Linked DNA regions of Anser cygnoides: regions 2 and 3 are each linked to region 1. A link is a contact called in public Hi-C data. All regions are on one chromosome and are shown on one strand. Each heading gives the region's core, a stretch centred on a gene start, on an enhancer-like site or on the middle of the called end of the contact. The rest is flanking DNA. Distances are from core to core; before and after follow the strand shown.

Evidence for each region. A called contact is a pair of places that touch in the nucleus more often than the background predicts.
Region 2: a contact with region 1 is called in a Hi-C map of liver, with 5 times the contacts expected there. The contact joins two enhancer-like sites. A contact is called at or near these places in 2 of 7 Hi-C or Micro-C datasets (both in liver).
Region 3: a contact with region 1 is called in a Hi-C map of liver, with 6 times the contacts expected there. The contact joins two enhancer-like sites. A contact is called at or near these places in 2 of 7 Hi-C or Micro-C datasets (both in liver).

What each region holds. Positions count from the first base shown.
Region 1 is chr3:34,210,860-34,213,976 of Taihu_goose_T2T_genome, forward strand. No RefSeq gene overlaps it. Among named protein-coding and RNA genes, the nearest start is that of VEGFA, 49 kb to the right of the region's middle. Within about 2 kb of position 1,657, at least 1 of the 3 cell types and tissues checked has open chromatin away from gene starts, as enhancers often do. A contact at or near this core is called in liver, where this site is marked.
Region 2 is chr3:34,037,528-34,040,573 of Taihu_goose_T2T_genome, forward strand. No RefSeq gene overlaps it. Among named protein-coding and RNA genes, the nearest start is that of TMEM63B, 110 kb to the left of the region's middle. Within about 2 kb of position 1,579, at least 2 of the 3 cell types and tissues checked have open chromatin away from gene starts, as enhancers often do. A contact at or near this core is called in liver, where this site is marked.
Region 3 is chr3:34,006,800-34,010,044 of Taihu_goose_T2T_genome, forward strand. No RefSeq gene overlaps it. Among named protein-coding and RNA genes, the nearest start is that of TMEM63B, 77 kb to the left of the region's middle. Within about 2 kb of position 1,727, at least 3 of the 3 cell types and tissues checked have open chromatin away from gene starts, as enhancers often do. A contact at or near this core is called in liver, where this site is marked.

The sequences.
Region 1 (3,117 bases), core at 407-2,906:
ATAAGCAAAGAGGAAAACTGGCTAAAGTGACCCTTGTGAGGTCAATCCCTCTCCCTCACCACAACCCCAGCATCTACTCCATCATAACACAGTACTGCATGTGTTGCGTTATTTCATCTTTGGGAAGATCTTGAGGGGAAAGCAAAGAAGCGTCTTTGTGGAAATGTCACGTAGCTTGCCACCAAAGCAGCAGCTCAGCCGCTTGCTGCCTACCCTGGACTGGCACAGCCCTGGGAGCACGTGGGCTACGTAAGAATACCGGGTCCCCTCCCTGGGGAAGGCTGCCAAGAAAGCTTGATTAATGCTCAGCAAGGTGATTGACCTTCCATGGTGAGCCTGAGCAGGGAGTGGTTGGTGCGAAAAGAGGCTGTGATTTCAGGGTATAAAAGAACGGTACGGGAAATACGGGAATTAAGTATTTTGGGCAGGATGAACCGTTGCAGTCTCTCTTGGAAAGGAGCAGGGGTTGAGGAGGAATGAGCCTGGGGAAGGCAATGTCTGCAGGGGGGAGGATGATGGAAGAAAAGACGAAGTTAGAAGTCCCACGGGAGGGTGAGCCTGCCTGAGGCTGAAGGCTTGGGAATTTGCTGGGGCTCAGTCATGGGGGAGCATGCCTGGCCAGAGCTTCATGTGAGCACCCAGGAGGTTTCAGGGAGCTCTGGTGGGACAGCTCAGGGGGCAGAAGCTGCTCTGACAGCCACAGTAACATCCTAAAGGGGAGGCATCACCCTTCTGCACCCAAAAGGATCCCTCTGGGTCACCAAAATGATGTACCTGGACAGCAGGGACTCCAGGAATGACAGTCCCTGTAGTAGGTAGTATTTGTGCATACGTGAGATGACAGTGGCTCTTCTGGACAGGGATAGCTTACTTATGGGCCTGTCCTGCAACCCAGTCTGTGATTCCTCAGGCTCAAGATCTAGAAAATACAACAAACTGTGTCACCTCATCTCAGTCTCTTAGCTCTAATCCTTCACGTTTATACCATGCTGCCTACCAGGGCAACTAACTCTTAACCTGCACAGGGTCTTGCTCCGTGAAGGCTGCTCTCACCACGGGAGCCACAACCTGTGGCCTGAGCCACAACATGTGGCCTGAGCCACAATGTGAGTCCTGAGCCACAATGTGAGGCCTGAGCCACAACATGAGGCCTGAGCCACAACGTGAGGCCTGAGCCACAACATGAGGCCTGATCCACCTGCAGGACCTCCCTTCCCCGCCGTCACTGCCAGGCTGACGGAAGCGGTGGAAACGCTACGCCCATGCGTGGTCTTGACCCCTGGCACAGCGTTGTTGCTGTTTCCACTTTTATTCAGTACGGTTTCCTGGATAAATGGCTCGATTCTCCTCTCCTGACCCTCTGTAAATATTATTTCAAGGGTTCCTTTGAAATTATATAAACAATCACCCGTTTTCGACTTTCACACAGTATTTTTGTCGCCCTTTAATATGCAGATATATATTCATGGCCCTGACTAAGTTAACATTCTCCTCCAGTGGTTCCCACTTCTGTGCTGCTTTATTTACCTCTTAAGCAACAGGTTATTGCCTTTCACTTGCGGCCTTGAATTTCTCATATCCCAAATAATTTCATGGGATTTTAGTTGCAGCAATGACCAAGGGATTCTCATAGCATTGGAGGCCTGTGCCTGACTTTCATAGATATCAAGGATCTTGTCAAAAAATCCCAGCTCACCAAGGTTTTCTTCTTTGAAGAACTAAAGCTCTGAGTCTTAATATTTTATATTACTGTGGGATGTGAGTGACTGAGGAGAAACCTTCTTTTGGGTGCCTGAAAGTTTGTCTTTTTTACCAAAGTGTGTGATTTGGTCCAAGTAAAAGAGATGTTTTCTCCCTGTTACTTTTTATTTATTTATATCATTTTATCTACCATAGCTAGAACACAAATATGTAAGACTGTAAATGTGAAGTGCTGGGGTGAGGCAGCAGAAGCAGTCACCCCATCTCTATTTAAGAATTTAGTGCAACCATAAAAAAGACATTCCTGATAAAATGCTGGAAGTAAAATCTTCAATTGCTGCATCATCATCATAAAGACACTGAGAAATCACTGAGAAGCAAGAATAAAAGAGAGTCTCGGAGGCCTCCAAATTTTGCCGACGTACTACTACTGCTATCTTTTCTGTACATATTAGCTGCCAGCCTGTCTTGAGCAACCTCCCTGAAGCAAGCAACAGACAAGTGTAGCAGCCACAGGCTGTTTTTCCCCTGCTCTTGTCTTCTGCCTGAGGAACTTTGCTCCCTCAGCAAATCCTGACAAAGTATATGGCACTTGAATGAACAGCTTTAACTGTAAACACGGAGCAGGACCAAAGGTGAGATAAACAGGAGGCTGTGAAAAGCAAGCAGCATAACCCAGCAGCTCTCAATGATCCGGGAACAAGGGGCAGAGCTGACGTCCAAGAATTGGACTGAGGCTGATGTTTGCTTGCCCCTGAGATCACAGGACGCTGTTTTGAGGACCCTTTCAATGGGGATCCTGTAGGAAATTTGCTGGCTGTTAACAGCAAGGTGGAAGGGAAGAGCAAATTGAACACCATGACTTAGACCACTGCTTGACCTTTTGCAAGCGAAGAGGGGTGGCAAGGTCCCAGCAGAAAGTCCAGAATTACGATGAGGGAGTTAGCGGGTGACACGTGCTTGGAGAGCTGCATCCCACCCCACTGCAGACATGCCATCAGTCACGGTGGTGAAGCTGCTTCTGCCTGATGTTGTTACTTACCTTCATACCCCACCCAGCAGGGCCATGGCTGAAACCCGTGTCTGCAGGCAATGCTGGCTGGAATGTTTTTAAACATAGCTTTTCCTTCTAAAAGATGTTTTGATTAAATGCATCGTTTTAAATAACAAGATATTGATGTCAATGGAAATTTCCCCTGGCAAAATATGTCAGTATGGGCGTCTTCTCTGTTTTGCGTTGAGAAATGCATTTTCATGAACTTATAAATTTCAAAATTGTATCCCAATTTTTATTGTACTTCTCTTTTACTATATGACAGCACCTCAACATGCACATCACTGGATAAAAGACTTGAAATATTGGAGTTTTATTTCCTTTCTCAAATCATGATGGACAGCTGTTATTTAGTACTAATT
Region 2 (3,046 bases), core at 329-2,828, 170 kb before region 1:
CTGTGCTGAAGTGGAAGAGGAAATGGTGCCTTTTCATTAGCACACCGGAGTACTGGCATGTGCCTGCTTCTGTGCCAGCAGGTATTAACGCCCATCAGAGCATGCCAACCAGCAGGCACTGTCTAATCCTGCTGTTGTATAATGAATAAGATTATTGAACTGGAGAACTGAAGGTCAGAGAATGAGAATGAAGGTGTCTGGTGCAGAGCTGCTGTGCTCCACTGAGTTATCAGGGGACACTTCCCTTGTGCCCTGCTCACCACTCCTCCTGGGGGCCTGACCAGTGCTCTTCTTTACATCCAGATGTTCATGGTCAAGAAGGAGGCTATGAAGACCCCAGTCGTTACAGTACAGGCAAGACCAACTTCAGCTCCAGACACTTGTGTCAGCTTGTGCTATATCTGGACATAGCTGGATATGTCCCACTGGATATGTCCCACTGGTCCCACTGGTTTCAGGCTATTATTGAAAGTTAGAGATGCTGCCTGACAAAATAGATGGAAGTTTTCCAAGGGATGAACCTTCCTTCCCGTCAGTGTGTTATGGGCCTGACAGAGGCAGAAGTGGAAGGTGAATATCCAGATTATCTGCAGGTGAAAGATACCAGGAAGTGAAGGGAAAGAGGAAATGCAGGAGTAAGGTCTCAAGAAGGCGAGAAACCCAAGTTATTTCTTTGTATCAGCTCTACATTATAAACAATAGCTTCCATCCCCAGGTCTCATCTCTTTTTCCCATAGCATGCAGAACTGAGAACTCTGAAGATAAAGATCTTTCAGTTCACAGAACGAAGAAAGAGATTACTGCATTACTCTGTAGGGCCTCAGGGAAGATTTGAATGCTTAAGACTTTGGATGGACTTTGAAGGGAACTGCCCTTGAGCAGCCTTTAACTGAAAGGACTGATCTGCAGTCTGAAGCATCTGGGGAGGGGCAAACAGGGTTCTCAGGATTGTATGAAGTCCACAGAGAGCTGAACATCTAATTAATTTCTCCAAACGAAGAAGAATTCCCTATCATCTGCCTTTTTTTGAAATTATCCAGAAATAGTGGGAGGGATCCACAAGCTTGAGGCTAATGCACAACAGCTCTGTTAATCATTTATTAGTGTTTATTTGGTGCGTGTAATGTGTGTGTGGAGATGGCTCTGATGAGCTCTAAACTTCTGGTTCCCATCTGGAAACTCTTGCTGTGCCCAGACTTTGTTCAGACTTTGTTTACCGTCAATTGGCCATCTGGCCTGTCACCAGGAAATACATCAGTACAGGTATCGATCTGTACCATTGATTTTGTGCCACTTCCTCCTCTGGGAGTAAGGAGGAATTCACATGAGAATAACTCATAAAATACTGAGTTCAGCATGCCACCACGGACCCACACAAGGGTCCTCTGTCATGAGGACCTCTCCTCCCTGCCAGTGAAACTGTCTGAAGAAAATAGAGTTCAGATACGGGTATCTATTAGTAAACTGATCAGATGGGACTGCAAGGAATTAGAGGCCTGGGAGGTACAAACTCATTCATCTTGTTTAGGCCAAATGACAGGTTTTTGTTGGGCAGAGGTGCCTGGAGAATATCACGAGGGTGGCTTGCAAGAACTGTCCTGCTGAGGTCTTTGGGCAACATCCACTCAGCTTGGTTTATGGAAGCAGAAAGAACTTGAAAGAAGTAGTCTGTTCCCCAGGCCAGCTGGGTGCTGCCGCTGCTCACGTCTCCTGGGTTTCCAAGGGAAGGCTGACATTCAAACCCCTCCCTTGGAGCAGGTCGTCTCCAGCTGTCTCAGACTCCTCTGATGTGTTCTTCCTCCTTCAAAGCACCGAGCTGGCCTTGGGTCCCTCCTCCTTCATCACTATGCTGGCTGCTGCCACTGCTCCTCCTCCTTCCAGGCGCCCGGCACGGTCTCAGGGGCTCCAGCTCCTGCTTCTTGCAGCCAGCTGACTTGTCCTTTCTGAACAGCGTGAAATATCAGTGAGACACACTGGTGCTGTTGCCCCAGAACAAATAGACCTTAGAAACTCTGCCTTGTGAAGCTGCACTGAGAGAGTGAATTCCTCCTAAGGTAGAGGTGTGCACCACAAATGCAGCACAGCAACAGGTAGAAATGAATGGGATGGGGCTGTTGGCAGCAGCCGAGGAGCTTCCCTGACAGTGGGGTTTCTGTGACCCATCCATGGGCACCGTGGGCCGTGGCCAAGCAGATGGAGTCCTGCCAGCAGCAAAGGTGGCTGCCAGAGGGATGGCTGCCAGATGTTCCAGCTCTCCATGTTCCCAGCCTCCTCATTTCCAGGGAAATCAAAAGAAAAAAAAATAATAAATTTAGACATGAGGACTGAACTAGCTATCACTGGCTGCTTTGGTGTTGAATACAGATTCCTCCAGGCTCGGATGGGAAGAAGTGAGTGTGGACTTATTTTAGAAGAGTTTAGGGAAGAGGTCAGGGTTTCCTGAATGCAGAAATGAAGAAGAGACCTGCATTCACATGGGGAGCACTGCAGGCCTCTCAACTGATGGCTGGCATCAATAGACAGTCTGGGAGAAGTGCTCACCTGGGTATGGAGAACACTCATACAGGCCCTGCACTCTACATAGCCGGGAGAAATCCGATGATATATGAAGCTCAGTGTCTCAAAACATCCCTGAATTCATCTGAATGCAGATGAATATAAACTAAAAGTTGTACAAAACTGCTACAGGAAAAGACTTCTCAATTTTACACTGAGGAAAAAATAAATAAATTTGTTAGGACCTCTTGTCCCAAGAATTAAATGAACCGTTTGACCTTCCATGTCCGCTGTTTCTGAAAGCAGAACACACCTGATGGACAAAAGGAAACACCATCCTATAGGCATTTCTGTTTCCATGTTCGTTCAGTTTGTGCCACAATCCATAATCCAGTGCCACCATCCACTGTATTCTAGACCCTGACAGAGCTGTCTTGAGTGTCTTGCCACGTGGCCGTGGAGCATAACCTTTCTTCAGTTCAGAATAGATATCCTGTAACAAAATAATGTACTTAGAGGGACTGCAAATAGACGTTAAAAAAAAAAAAAA
Region 3 (3,245 bases), core at 477-2,976, 200 kb before region 1:
AGAACCGCATGGGAAAGGGCCTCCTCCCCACCTCTCCTCGGATGTGGCAGAGGAGTTTCTTCGGTCTCGTGTTTTTTGCAAGGGGAGGGGCTCGGCGGCCAGAGCCGCGAGTGCTGCCGCACAGTCGGACGATTGTGTGGTAGGTGGGGAGGAGAGGGAACAAAGGCGCAGTGCTGAAAGCACAGCACTACCAACAATCGCAGGGAAAAAAACCAAGCCTTCCCCGTGAGCTCTGCGGCGTGGCACGGCCTCTGCCAGGCCGCTCTCTGCACCAGCTCTGGGGCTCGGTTCCGCTGCCATTCCCTTGGGACCCGCAGCCAAGTGCCACGGTGTGGGCGACAAGATGGACGGGCATGGCGGGCCTTTGGGGGCCAGCCCGGGCAGCACCCCGGCCCCACCACCCCTCTCCCGGGTGCTCCCCGGGGGCTCCCCGGCCATGCCCGGGCCCACGAGGCGCCGAGCCGGGCTCTGCCGGCAGGTGGCAGGGCAGCCCCGCTCCTTAGCCCGGCCCGGCCCCTCGGCGACGCCTGCGGGCATGGTGTCTCCATGAGGGGGCTTGTGGCACCTTGGCATGGCGCCCCGCCACCTCCACCGCCCGCTGCGGGGCGAGGTGTGAGGCCGGGGCGGATGGCTCCGGCTTCGTGTCTTCCTCTGCCATCAGCCCCGCGACACGCGGCCACCGGGAGCTGGAGCCGGTGGCCACGACGGGGAGGCTTGCCTCAGCACCCTGCCCCATGAGTTAGTTGTTCCTCGGCAGCCTGCCTGCAAGGGAAGCCTTGGGCTGGCTGTTCGCGGCCGCCCTACAGTGATGGGCATTTTTATTATTATTAATGGCAGTACGTTCACACCGAGGTTAGGTTACAGCTCCATTGTGAGCGTCTCCACACAAGCGCGGTTGGAGACAGCCTGTACTCCGGGGAACACGCCGTCCAAACAGAAACGGCACCAAAAAGGGCAGGGAAGGGAGGCAGCACGGGGAGAGGAAGCGCTTTCCCCCCCGGCTTCATCCAGCTGGCCGGTGGCAGAAAACAGGCTTTCTACACCCATACAGGCCCCTCATCCTTTGGACTGCACGGTCCTCTTGTGTAAGTGGAATAAATAACCTCTGACTGGCTAGTTTTTGGTGGTTCAGCATTTGTAAATGCTGACCGTTTACCCCTTGGTTAAAGCTAAACTTGCCTTCTCTTTCCCCAGCTGTTTAACGTAGATACAGGGAGCCAGGAGCCCATGCCACTGTGCTCGGGGCTGTGAAGGTAATCATTAACCCGCGGGGCTCCTGCCTGCCCCATGGGTGCCAGAGACCTCCGATGGAGGACCACTGCCCACCCTGCCCTCCCGAGGGCCAGGCCTGGGTGGGCAGCCCCCCGGGCTTACCAGGTGGCCAGCCAGGAGGAGAGCAGGACCACTGCGGGCAGCTGAACTTTTCACTCCAGCTTACAGAGAGGTTTCCAGAGATGCTTCGAGGGAGGGAAGGGGATGGGAAGCAAGATTTGCAGGGGGACCAGCCTGGCTTTTTTGAATTCAGCTGCAGAGTTAGTTAACAAAGTTGCAGGTTCTCAGTCTCTTTTTCTCTTTCTTTGCCAACTCTTTTTTTTTTTTTTTTCCTTCCTCAATATAAATACCCTAGGGCAGTTTCTTTTCTTTTTGGTATGAATGTGATGATCTTTCGGGCCTGCGATTGGCTCCACAGCTTGTCATCGAGGACACACCTCCTGGCGAGGGGCCACCGCCTCCCCCTCTTGTGAAAGCTTCCCCTTGTAACAAGTGAGCGTAATTACATCAGTTACTCACTAGAGCACAGACCTGCTTTAAATTTTGGCCTCTCAGAGCCTTTGAGAAGCTGAAGGACTAGAAAATGCAGTTTCAAAGGCCTGTAGCACTGTGGAGCGTGCAACTCAAGCTGGGCTCTTCCCTCCCAGGAATTAAGGCTCCCAGTCACATGCAAGGAGGAATGAATATCCCTACCAGCCATTGAAATGGCTACCTGTTAGGAGAACAGACCTGCCACACCAGGGGAGGATTTCCGCTTTACCAAAGCCTGGCCCACTGAAAAAAAAATACACATCTGGTCCCTTTTGAATTGAGCCTTGGTGTAAATGAACCAGAAAAGGCCATGCTTCCAGCGGCACCAAGAAGGAAGGGAGCTCGGAGTGAGCTGCAGGGCTGTGGACGATCCCTGTAAAAGAGCAGAGCCAGCTGAACAAAGGCATCTGTGTGCCAAAAGAAAATGTGTTTCACCCAGCAGCAAGGGTCTGCAGGACAGGGCCAGACCTGCTGGGGGGAGAGAGTGACCCTGAAGAGCAGCATTTGTGTACTGGGTGGGTATTGCAGCATCAGCTTGACACATTTCTGACTGATTGGGATGGGAATTTGCAGCGCTTCTCTAGGCTTGATCCAGAAAGGGCTGAGTGCTGGGGGGGAGCATCCTAGCTGTGCACCAGAGGGCAAGGTCCTCCACTGGGGTAAGTCACCAGAGCACATGGGAAGTCAGTGTTCTCCTAGCTGAGAGCCTGCTCCACACTTGCATGGCAGAGCGTGGCTGATAAAGAGGAAAGTTTCTGTGCAAGAAAGAAAGGAAATGGTGTTCTAACTGGAGGAGAGGACTCACTTCATGTCCCAGGGCGTTTGGTCCCTGCAGGGACACAATCCTGACATACAGTAAAGATGCTGCTGCTAATTGGTGAGCTGGAAGGATGCAGATGAGGTGTAGAGGAATTCAAACCATATGTCTGGCTAGAGATGAGTCTTCATGTACAGACATTTGCAGGGTGTCATAACTGCTATTCTGAAACGAGATGAACCTGGGCCTTTTCAAACACGTCTTGCAAAAAGTAGACACCTTTCCCCTTCTCCCCTACAGCTATTCTCTCACAGACAGGTGTTTGCTCAGTGTACTACTGAACAGATCCAGCCCTAGTTCTGGATCAGGCAGAGCAATCCTTGAGCTGTTTCTCACATCGCCTGGCCAGTGGATTGACTGTAGCCTTTTTTTCCTTGTCCATCTCCTTCATTTCTCTGCCCTCCTCCAAAATAGAAATAACCACCTGCTTTCTATCCTGCATCAGAGAAATGTCTTCCTGGAAATGTCATCAGAACTGATGTGCCCCTGTGAAAAATGTAGGTTTTGATGATTTGGCATTTTCCCATGGAAGAAAAAGCTCCTTTGTTTCTCTGCCCAGCTCTCATAGGAAATGGCTCAGTGGCATGCTGTCTATGTTTTCTCCCAGGGACCTGTTCTGGAGCTG